Linked DNA regions of Mus musculus: regions 1, 2 and 4 are each linked to region 3. Evidence: chromatin contacts called from public Hi-C and HiChIP or PLAC-seq data. All regions are on one chromosome and are shown on one strand. Each heading gives the region's core, a stretch centred on a gene start, on an enhancer-like site or on the middle of the called end of the contact. The rest is flanking DNA. Distances are from core to core; before and after follow the strand shown.

Evidence for each region. HiChIP or PLAC-seq counts read pairs in DNA pulled down with a chosen protein or histone mark. Hi-C and Micro-C count contacts between places; a contact is called where the count stands out from the background.
Region 1: a CTCF HiChIP or PLAC-seq map of the NIH/3T3 cell line shows a contact between it and region 3, with 7 read pairs. The contact joins the enhancer-like site here to the promoter of Bdnf in region 3. A contact is called at or near these places in 1 of 15 datasets of contacts at CTCF or cohesin (the NIH/3T3 cell line), 1 of 484 Hi-C or Micro-C datasets (liver), 2 of 115 datasets of contacts at active chromatin or transcription factors (both in embryonic stem cells) and 2 of 9 other capture datasets (embryonic stem cells and pancreatic islet).
Region 2: a contact with region 3 is called in a Hi-C map of cerebellum, with 2.3 times the contacts expected there. The contact joins the enhancer-like site here to the promoter of Bdnf in region 3. A contact is called at or near these places in 9 of 484 Hi-C or Micro-C datasets (the NIH/3T3 cell line, cerebellum, embryonic fibroblasts and 4 more), 3 of 115 datasets of contacts at active chromatin or transcription factors (astrocytes and embryonic stem cells) and 1 of 9 other capture datasets (adipose tissue).
Region 4: a FOXA1 HiChIP or PLAC-seq map of pancreatic cancer cells shows a contact between it and region 3. The contact joins the enhancer-like site here to the promoter of Bdnf in region 3. A contact is called at or near these places in 13 of 484 Hi-C or Micro-C datasets (the 3T3-L1 cell line, 3T3-L1-derived adipocytes, the AML12 cell line and 8 more), 5 of 115 datasets of contacts at active chromatin or transcription factors (a colorectal cancer cell line, embryonic stem cells, neural progenitor cells and 2 more) and 1 of 9 other capture datasets (adipose tissue).

Annotation. Positions count from the first base shown.
Region 1 is chr2:109,442,426-109,445,262 of GRCm38.p6, reverse strand. No RefSeq gene overlaps it. Among named protein-coding and RNA genes, the nearest start is that of Kif18a, 160 kb to the right of the region's middle. Within about 2 kb of position 1,547, at least 26 of the 459 cell types and tissues checked have an H3K27ac peak or open chromatin away from gene starts, as enhancers often do. A contact at or near this core is called in the NIH/3T3 cell line, where this site is marked.
Region 2 is chr2:109,545,655-109,548,354 of GRCm38.p6, reverse strand. No RefSeq gene overlaps it. Among named protein-coding and RNA genes, the nearest start is that of Bdnf, 150 kb to the left of the region's middle. Within about 2 kb of position 1,379, at least 3 of the 459 cell types and tissues checked have an H3K27ac peak or open chromatin away from gene starts, as enhancers often do. A contact at or near this core is called in cerebellum, where this site is marked.
Region 3 is chr2:109,692,135-109,694,834 of GRCm38.p6, reverse strand. It overlaps Bdnf (brain derived neurotrophic factor), which reads right to left and starts at 1,272. Exons shown (of 2, transcript NM_001048142.1): 1 at 926-1,272.
Region 4 is chr2:109,854,450-109,857,149 of GRCm38.p6, reverse strand. No RefSeq gene overlaps it. Among named protein-coding and RNA genes, the nearest start is that of Lin7c, 35 kb to the left of the region's middle. Within about 2 kb of position 1,294, at least 20 of the 459 cell types and tissues checked have an H3K27ac peak or open chromatin away from gene starts, as enhancers often do. A contact at or near this core is called in a colorectal cancer cell line and pancreatic cancer cells, where this site is marked.

The sequences.
Region 1 (2,837 bases), core at 298-2,797, 250 kb after region 3:
CTGTATCAGTTGCAGATGTATTCATTAGGATGAACACCCCACAGTCATTCTTTCTCAGTCATTTTTATCAGTTGGGCATTCTGCGGTAGTTTCCATAAAAGAAGCTTATTTAATGAGAGGCAAGAGCTAAACCTATCTGTGGCATAAGGATACATTTAGAAAATAGTTAGAAATTATACAGGCGTAGGAAAGTAGCAGTCATAGGTTCTCCTCAATCATTTAATGATCTCTCAAGCCTTAGGTAGTTTGCTAGATTTACAGTACCAGGCATAAATTCCTTCCTGTCTAGTGGGCCTTAAGTACATTTAGGCAATTCTCAGCTATTCCCAAGATGGAAAAAAAAAGTGTCATTGTTGTACCACCCTACTACTGTGGGTATCTTTCCAGCCCAGTCACTTTTGTGGTTCATGGTACTACTGTCATGGTAGGACTACTGATTTTTCCCTCTCGGGAGCTTGCATAGCACCTTCTCATATGAGAGCTAGTCCTAAAAGGGGAAGCTTCTGGGCTTCAACTCCAGCATGATTCCTCCCAGACTGTCATTTGAAGGTCAGAAAAACATGACCCCTATAATTAATATAGAAATTAGAGATTCCTTGTAAAAAATATCTCTAAACAAATGTTAGTCTAGCAAGGAGGATTTGGAAAGTCAGAGAATTAGCCATGGAATAAGCTGTCAAAAAGCTGCAGATTAATACATTGGAACTTTAAGGACAATCTTAGAAGTAGGTGTGGTCTCTTATGAGGGGCCCAAAGGGGTAGCTCTCAGGGGTTTCATTGGAAATTGCTTCTACCCCTTGGATGGCTACTGACTCTGCATAGCTGCCGCCTCCATGCTTTTGCTGGTGGGCCTGGGGCACATTTTGTTCAGCAGGGATAGCAGTCATGAAACTGTTCTAAACAGAAAGTATAGGCAAGTAGAGACAACCGGGGTCCACTGGCTACTTTTTTACCTGTCTCATACCATCTTAAACTAAGGTGGCCCACTTAGAGCAATGGCTCCTGCTTTCCTACTGTGGGTCAAACTCCATGTCAGTTCCTTTCCAGGGAAGAACAGCTCACAGCCAAGGCAACAAAAAAAACAATCTGTGAAAAGAGCCAGAGAAACAAGGGTAGAAATTTTGCTCTAGCATAGGACCCTTGAGAATGTCATAGAAGGCAATGGCATGCTGTTACAAAATGTCTCAAAAGAGACAAGATGATATGTGATGAGACTTGGGTGGAAAGATTAGCTTATCACATGACAATGAACCCTGGATTTTTAGAGGAAAGAAAGTTGGGTGTGTATGGCCACTGATACATTCATAGGAGACAGGTGCATGGAAATTAGAAGGACTTTCCTGTAGAGGCAGAAAGGAAGGATGCAGCTGAGCCTAGCACAGTCAAGAGTCAAATCAGGAGTGTGGAAATTTTTGTGAGGTCAGAAAAGAGAACGGTGTGTTTAAGAAGGAACATGTAGCTTAAAAACACATGACTGTAGACTGAGTAATTGAATAAAGACTGAGAGCTTGGTTGCTAAGAGCAACATGGATAAGAAAAAGCACGGTTTCCACTGCTCTGCAATAAGAGCTTTCACAACACAAGGTGTGATTCAGCACAGGAGAGCTGTGTCTGCATCACGTCTGTGTCCAGAAGGGGCTGTGTACTACTTAATGGACTAAGGAGCAAACCTGGAAATGAGAAGCTAGGGGGAAGAGAGCTGCACATCCTCTGAGGTACAGCTCACTGGAGTCTGTAACAATAATTAGATCAATATTTAGAGCAGAGCCTCTCGACCTTAGCACAAGTGACAATTTATCTTGGACCATTCTTAGTCAGGGAAGGCTGCTTTATGCCAGTTAGACTGGTTAGTGGACTTTCTAGCCCTTATTCCATAGACAACAATAGCGGACCCTCAACTGTAATTCCTAAACTTTTGTATAGAGTTTGTCAAATGCCTTCTGGACAGCAGAATCATCTTGATTGGGAACATGAATTTACAATAAAGTACCCTACACTTTTCCCTTTTGCTCTTGCCCCTTTGTCCAAATGCAGTTCAAAGGGGCCTCACTAAGACTGGCATTGTAACTCGGTGACAGGGTGCTGTCTTAGCACAAAGTAGTCCTTTGTTTCAGTCTGCAGCACTTGGAATTGTGGTTTGGAAAACAACACTTTCCTTGCCTACTTCCTACCCCCTCTGATGGCCCAGTGAAGGGAAAAGCAGTCCCAGGCTTCTCTTTAGGAACATTTCTCTTTGGTCTAAGTTGGCTGGGACCCTCTTCTGAGCAATAGCCATTTCACTGGACTGCATCTGTATATTTAATTACCACCTGGCTCCAGCAAGCAACTCTTTCACTTCCCCACAGGCCATAACCCCTAAGAAGCAAAGCCTTCAGGCTTCAATGAGTCAGCCTTGACAGGGCCAGAGAAGAACAGAATCAGGGGAGGGCAACTGCTACGGAGGATCCGGGGTATCTGAAGACATTTTAATCAGTAGGCAGTGAAGATGTTTGTACACCTCTTCTGCAGAACCTTTTGTTTGGTGGGCTCGGCATGGGGGCCAAGAGGGAAGGTAGAGGAAATGAGGAAGCCTCTCAAAAACAACAGAAGTGATATCTTCTTGTGTATTTATAAAGACAAGTTTTTAAAAAGAGATTTGTTGGACAGTGAGTCATCACCAACATTTGATGGATATGATTCAGATGACCTTCCCTGACAGCAGATTCTGAAAACACAGGCTAAAGTTTCCTGATTGTTCCAAACCCCTCAAAGAGTTCTAAAAGACAGTATTGTCAGCTTGGTTTTTAATCATCCAGATCTGTGGTAGGGTTGTTCGTAGGTTCAAAGCAAATAACCAC
Region 2 (2,700 bases), core at 130-2,629, 150 kb after region 3:
CAGAGTCTGGAGTGATATGTGTATGCAATCTTAGTGCAGAGATAGGTGGTTCCCTGAAGCTCACTGGACAGCTAGTCTAGCTGAATTGGTAAAATTCAGGTCCAATGAGAGGCTGTCTCAAAAAAATAAAATGACCAAGAAAGACCCATATATGCACACACATGTACCTGCACACAAATACACTCATAAACACAAACATGTATATAAACATGCTACGTACATACATACCATCAACAGAAATACATAATCCCAGTCATGGGAAAGTCTCAGCATGCTGTTGGAAATTTTATAATACAATTGACAAATACTCTTTAAAATGTTTCACAAACGATTAAAGACTAAAACAAACAGCAAAATAGTTTCCCAAAAGATTAAAGACCAAAACAAACAAACAAACAAACAAAAAATTATCACAAACTAGAAGAGACAACAGAAGCAACAGCTTAGTACAGTATGATATCTCAAGTTTTATCCAGGAACAAAACTGTACACACAATGCATTAAAGGAACGGCAAATAGCAAGCAGAAGCTGTGACCAGTGACATGCTACATTTATGCATGGTGTGGTTCTAGTCATTATAGATCAAACCAACGTTATGGTGACACTGGGCAAAGGGCATATGGAAACTCACTCTGATATCTGTGGAACTTTTTACAAAGTCATTGTCATAAAGTAAAAAAGATATATTCTTGAAGGACAGACAAACTCTAAGGCAAATGACATGTCCCTGTATTGATGAATAGACCTTATGTGGAAAGATGAAATTCAGGTGAGCAGCTAGGAGATCCTCATAGAGGAGAGCCAGCAGAGTGGAGATGGTTTGGCCCAGAGGAAGGGGGAGGTGGTTGGATTCTGGAAAGCTTTGACAATAGAGCTATCAGTATTTGCTGGTTGAATGATTTTGAGAGAAAAAAAATACGATTAAAGATGTCTTTTATTGCATCTAATCCAAGCAACTGTGCATTTGACTGAATGTGTTTGTAAAGCACTCTACATTTGTTATTCCTAACACTCAAAGTTCTGTCTTGGAGCCTATTTTAACTAGCAGCAGTAATAGTTTCCAAGTATTTGAACTGGGCAATCTGTATGGACTGTCCCATCTGCTCTTCCCCTGCTTGGTAGGTGTTCTTGCTACACCTATTTAGCAGAGAAGAAATGGAGGCAGAGGCTGAGCAGCTTCATGATGTGCCAGCGTGTGAGTAAGAGATTTTTGTATGGAAATATCTAGAGTCTGACTCTGGGGCCCACACAGTTAACTGGTGCACTCTGCTAATTTTACAGTTGAGAAAATCGACATTTAGGAGGTTGGATAATCTGCCACGAGTCATACTGTTCCAATGTGGCAAAGCCAGGTTTTGGTGCCAGCTCTGATTCCAAAGTCCACATTCTTCACCACTCTGCTCTGCTGCTGGAACAGGAATATTAGAATGGAGGGTGTTAGGTGCTTCCATGGCAAAGCCCGCATGAAGCCAAGGGCTGTTGGTGAAACGCAACTTAGGGGTAAATACAGGAATATCGCAATATGTATGTATGTAGGGCAGGAACTCGACTGGTGTTCACATTCAGTGTTTGCATACTGATTAAGACTGTTTGATGGCCCTGAACAATGAGGAGGGGATGCTATTATCAGGCTCAAGGCAGCAACATAGCTCCATATGCTGGAACCACATGTACCCAGAAATCCTGCTATGCCCATCAGCCTCTCTGGTTAGCGGCCAGCTGGAGAGGAGAGAAAAATCATGCACTCATTTTAATGGGCCAAAAGGTCCCTGTTTTTACCTTTCTACTCTATTAAAGGCATTGTTCACATATTTTTGTTCCTCAATCATAGAGAACTATTTTCAGTCTCTGAAAAATAGAGTTTTCTTATAACAATAAGAGGACACCCCAAAATAACTAGCCCTGACCACTATGGAAATAATTTGCCCTTAGTACTAAGCCAGACATGTTTTTTGGTTGCTAAATTATTTTATGTCACTTCTAGTCTGTTTTATACTGAGCATGTGAATTGTATAAGTATCTTAATTATTGCTGAGGTGTCAATTACTTGAAAGAACTCTAAAATAAGACTTTCCAGATATGAGCCTGGAGTCTACATCCTTCTCTCTTGAGCATGGTACCTCCTTAAAACAGAGCCATAATCTTTAGAAGGGGTCAGTATATGCATTTCCCGTGAGTATCTCACTGGGCATAAGGAAGACACTATATGTAGAGAATTTAGTGATAACTTCTGACTCTGGTTGAGGATAAAGAGGCTAGACCTTTGAATGAGGTCATTTCCTTTCTCTCTTGTTGTCCTTTCTGGGGACTGAACTCTGAACTCATATTATCAGACAACAAGAATACTCCTGGGAGAAGAGAGATCATCACATGGGGGTCTGAAGGAAGTGGAGGGAGGTGTTTTTTTTTTTTTCCAGAAAAAGTGATCATTTTGGTTTTTATGGTTTAGCTCATAGCAAATCAGCCCAACAAAAGCTTGTGTTTTTTATTTTCCCATTCTCAAGGGGACACATGTTCAGAGTCTCCAGTAAATTGGACTTTCAAAGGTAAATGTAAATTCTGGTGTTAATTTATTTAGAGTAAATTATTCAAAGAGTCATATGTCAGCAAACCTCATTTTGTGGCACTATATTAATGTCTTCCTTAAATACAGCTCACCCTTTCTAAAAGCTGTTTTATGGGTCCAGGAAATCTGTCTA
Region 3 (2,700 bases), core at 23-2,522:
GTGGCTCACCGCCCTCAGCAGCCCCGGGGGGAACAACACCACCCCCCCCCCACCCCCGGCAGCAATTTCCCCTTCTTCCTTGTCATCAAGCACAAAGCCCCCATCTTCAGCTATTTCTTTCTACGCTTAGGTCGCTTATCCATTGCTCTTCCTGTTTCAGCATCCCTGGAAATCAAAACTAGCCTCTTCATCCTCCATAAACACCCAACCTACTCCCGGATGAAAGTCAAAACTTTCACTTCCTCAGGAGGATGCCCAAAGGGAGGTGCGCAGGATGGACAGAGGGTCGGATACAGGCTGTCCTGGAGTTCCGCAGACCCTTTCAGGCCCCAGCGATAAGAAGGGTCCCAAGTTTTCCTAGTTAAACGTTGACCTTGGACCTGTAAGTAAGCTTTGGTAGTACTCCCTAGAGAGCAGGTGACAGTGAACAGCCTGTTGTGATACCCAGGAAAAGAGATGAGGACAGAAGGCGCCAAGACCCATTCTCGGACTACACACCACCCCGGTCCAAATTTGCGTGGAGAGTGCCTAAGCCGGTGGTAAGGGCTCTCATCCCAGCCCTGTCCCGGTGCCATCCGTCTGAGCCCCCAACAGCTGTCGCTCTATATCTCTCTCACCACCCTTCCTCGTCTGCGGGAGGACTTCGGGGATCCCCGGGACGCAGGCTTAGCTCCCATGGCGCAAGTCGTCCTCTTCCCTTGGCTTTTTCTCTCACACTGAAGGGATTCCTGGGGTCGCACTGTCCCTCAGAGTCGTGGGATCCCGGGAGAACGCTCCCCAGGAGCAAGCCCGCCCCTCCGCTGTCCCGGGACGAAGGTGAAGCCGGAGTTCTGCAGTCCCACAACTTCTCAGTCCCCTAGCCAACTTTCCCGGGCGCACGCGCCTCTGGCTCTCGCACTTAGCCCCACGCCCCGCAGTCGCCTACCTCAGGGTCCACACAAAGCTCTCGGATCCCCGGCAGTGGAGTCACATTGTTGTCACGCTTCTGGTCCCTGCGCCCTGCCCTGGGCCCCGTGCGCTTTCTCGTCTGCCCCAAGGCAGTGGTGGCAGTTGAAGGAACCGGGTCTCATCAAAGCCTCCCAGGCGGAGGTGGCGCGCCGCCCCAGGCGGTTTCCTTCTCCAAGCCCGGGAGTCCCGGGCGCACTGGGAACCGTGCGACAGCCAGCCAGCGGGTGCGCCCCGGCACGGCAGCAGCGACGGGCACCCAGAGCTCAGCCAGAGCCAGGCACTGGGGTCAGACATTATTTAGCTCTTCGGTTGAGCTTCGATTGGTCAGACAGCGCCGCCCCTATCCCCTCCCTGCTCCGCCGCGCCACCGATACCCATTGGGGTGGCTGCTTAAAGGGGACGACGCGCCTTTTCCTTGCGGGGGCTCAGCCCTCGGAAGCCCTCGGAAGCCCTCGGAAGCCCTCGGGGTATCCCTGATCGCCTTGCACTGGCTTCTCTCCATTTCCCCGGAGCTCGCTGCTTAAACCCAAAGCTCTGTGCCTGCCCTCTGCGGTCTCCGCAGGGTGCCCTTTGCTAGGAGGGGTGGTCGAATCCCGGTTCCTAGGCACCCTACTCCCCGCAATGTGCTCTAGAGTAGGAGGAAGCGAGTGTGAGTCTCACACGTTCAAATCTTTCTCCCCTGGTTTGCAACTCTCCCCATCTTTTCCATCCCAGCACCCAAGTTCTGTGGGAGAGGGCGTGCATCCACCCCCACCCCCAGGCCCCGGCCCCAGACACACCTTCCCGCACCTTCCCGCACCACAAAGCTAGAAAAAGCGAACACACAATGAAACTACACAGAGTGTGCGGGGTTATGGTTTACTCCGCTACCTTAAACACATCGGCTTAACCAGAGTTTGCGCCCTGACCTCTCCGGAGTGTGCCTAATAGAATTCAATCAAGATAATAACAGTATTTTTTATTAATGAATAACCCCGGATAGCATTACACCAAGTTACTGCTTCTAGCCGGGAAGCCTAGGCAATAACAGACCTCACTAAAGCCATATGCTTCCCAGCAGACCAAACGGGGGCGGGGGGGGGGGTGAGGAAAGAGAAAGAAAAGAAACCCACCTTTTTCAGTCACTACTTGTCAAAGTAAACATCAAGGCAGCTGCTCTGGGGAAGACCGGTCCCCAAGGTTCTAGACTCTTACTATATATTTCCCCTTCTCTTCAGTTAAAAGGGGGAGGGGGCGAGTCTTTGGTGGCCGATATGTACTCCTGTTCTGCAGCAAAGAAGTTAAATTATTGATAGTGGAAATTGCATGGCGGAGGTAATACTCGCACGCCTTCAGCGAGAAGCTCCATTTGATCTAGGCAGAGGCTGGGAGATTTCATGCTAGCTCGCCGGGGGTGGGTGGGGGGAGCGGCAGCGAGAGCAGTCCTCTCCTCGGTGAATGGGAAAGTGGGTGGGAGTCCACGAGAGGGCTCCACGCTGCCTTGACGTGAGCTGTCATATGATACCTCCTCTGCCTCGAAATAGACACTCTAGTGCACGAATTACCAGAATCAGAATTCCGCGCATTTAAAATGATACATCTTTTATTAGAAGAATTCCGTTCCAGGGCATTGCATGCTTTGTAGATGTTTTCACTTCCAGTCCTAGCAAATTCACGCACACAGAAGCCAAGCCTGTCATTATCTAGGCAGCAACAACACATCAATATATATATGTATATATACTTAACCAGGATTTAGGGTGAGGGGTGGGT
Region 4 (2,700 bases), core at 45-2,544, 160 kb before region 3:
CCCCTCTCTCTCCCCCTCCTTCCTTTTAAAAAATAAAATAAAAGAGAAAGAACATGAAGTTGGTTGGATAGGGAGGTGGATAAGATCTCAGAGGAGTTGGGGGAGGGGTAAACATGAACAAAATATATTGAGTGAAAAGTTTCTTTTCAATAGGAACAAGTTAAAATGAAAAAAAAAAAAACCCTCAGTGTCCAGATTATACTCCCACCAAATATGACGCTCCAGCCATTGGAGGGTTAAATTCCCAGTGATTCCCAATAGTAAGCCTAGGTCATGAAACTTGGCTTTAGACTAGAGCTTTACAACTTATTTTCCAGATCTTTTTGCAGAGGAGGTGGAGAAGAAAGAATATAAGTTAGAAGGGAGGAACAATAATAATAACAGCAACAATAAACAACAACAAAAACAAAACTAAAACCAAAACAGAGCTCAAGTCCTGACTCTTATGTTGGAAATCTCTCCTCTATCTGAGCTTCAGTGTTCATTTTATAAAATAGAGAAAGTAAGCACTATTAGCCATCAGGAATATGATGCAGATCAGATGGGGTAATGAATGTGAAATATCCAGCAACCACTTAGCTATTCTCCAGTCCTACCTTCCCCCCCTCAAGTTCATTCAAACACTTTACCATTTCCCTGTGTCTTCATATTGTGCCCTCATTTTTAGTGGTAGTGGTGAGGTCCCTGTGTCCTCATTTTTGGAGGGAGTGGAGTTTAAGGTAAGGTTTTTCTATGTAGCCTTGGCTACACAGAACTCACACCGTATTGTAGACCAGGTTGGCCTTGAACTTACAGACATCTCTGTTTCGCAAGTGCTTCCATCAAAGACATTTGACCCCACTGCCCAGCTATACTGAGTCCTTTTATGAGCAAAGTTTCCATTTTTGGTTGTAAATGGAATTAGAAATGGAGCTTCAGAAGTGTTCACGAATGAAATACAGTCTAGAAACTGGGGCTGTGTTCTCAAGACAACTTCGTGCTGTTGCTATTGCTCTGCTCAGCCCTCTGAACCCCAGAGTTATGGATCTGCCAGTTTGCTGAACGTTTACTCAGAAGGGCAATTTCATTGCAAGAGAACATTTCAGCTCTTACTATTCACCTTCTGAATCCCTCCATCCGGCTCGCTGAGTTCCCCTGAATGTGCCCCCAAGCACCTCTTGTTTAGTCTCATTCAGCAAATTAAGGAAAGTTCCAGGATGTTTTCTTATTTGGCAAGTGCTGAGTTCACTGTAACCCAGGCCTGCCAGAGAACAAATAAACCCCACACCACACACACCCACTCCCTTGACTGACACTTGGTACTGGTTAGAACAGAATCTTCTAATATTAGGAATGGTAGCGTGAGGATCGTTTCATAACCACAAACACAGCAAAACTATCGTGAAATTAAGCATGACTCATTGTCAAAGGAACACGAGTCATTGGATCAACTCCCCAGGTTGCTCAAATGGGGACAAGTTCTCCACCAAACTCACAGTCGGCTATTAGTCTTCCCTCTAATTGATAGTTATTTCTGAAAGTGCCTTGACCACACACACTGATTTATTTTTAAACCTCTCCTAATTCCTTCCTCACTGAGTAACACTATTTTGGCAAGCATCATTCTCTTATTTCCTATATATTTAAATATCTTTTTAATTAAACTAGACTGTGATTTGAGAATATAGATTATCTTAATGCATACTATCTTAATCACGGGAAACCTGACACACTGCAGGATCTAGTAGATATAAGTTAAATGTATTGTATATTCTTTATCCATGAGCAAGGGTTGTTTCTAGCAAGGTAAAGAACTATGTTTATCTTATTCCTTGGGATTCGGTGATCGAATACATTTTTTGCCATGATATAGCCACAGATGAATGGTGGGAAGAGTGAAGTGTTCGGGGGGAAGGAGAAAGGATGAACAAAGGAGAAAAGAAAAGAGGGTCTAGTGAGTATTATATAGTATTCTAGCTTCTAGAGATAAAAAAAAAATAAATTGAGCTACCTACAATATGTGTTCTTGGCGTGTTCATGTGCATGCCTGTGTATTTCAGGAGAAGCAATGAAAAAGGAAATAGGTAAGTGCCGTAGAACTGTTGGATGATGATAAACTCTGCAAAGAGAAATTAAGGCAGTAGAGCCTTGGGTGGAGTGTGGGCTGTGGGAATGTTAAGCAAGTCCCTGAGGTAGAGAGAAACTAGAGACTTTGCAGAAAGCCTTCAGCCCTCAGGCATTAGCAGGGCAGGTGAGGGCAGAGCAGAAGAGAATGAAAAATCCCTTTCTGCTGGTAGACAAGCTTGAGGGGAGAGAGCTTTAAATTTTATTTTATTTTATTTTTTTTTGGATGAGTGTTTTCCCTGCATGTATGTCTATGTACCATTGGCGTAGTTGGTATTCACGTAGGCCAGAAAGCATGTTAGATCCCTTGGAACTGGAGTTACAGACAATTGTTAGCCACCATGTGGGTGCTGGAAACTGAAGCTGGGTCCTCTGCAAGACCAGTGAAGTGCTCTCCTGTAAAGCTGACTTTAAAATCCACACAAGAAGACTGTATGGCATGAGCATGACCCTTAGCATACTGCATTCTGTGCTTGGAACTTGCTGAGAGGATGAATCTTAAATTTTAACACATACAAGTAGAAACACTATAGTGGTGACCATTAAACACATCATTTTTGATTTTGTTTGTTTTTGTATTTGGTCATTACATCCGAA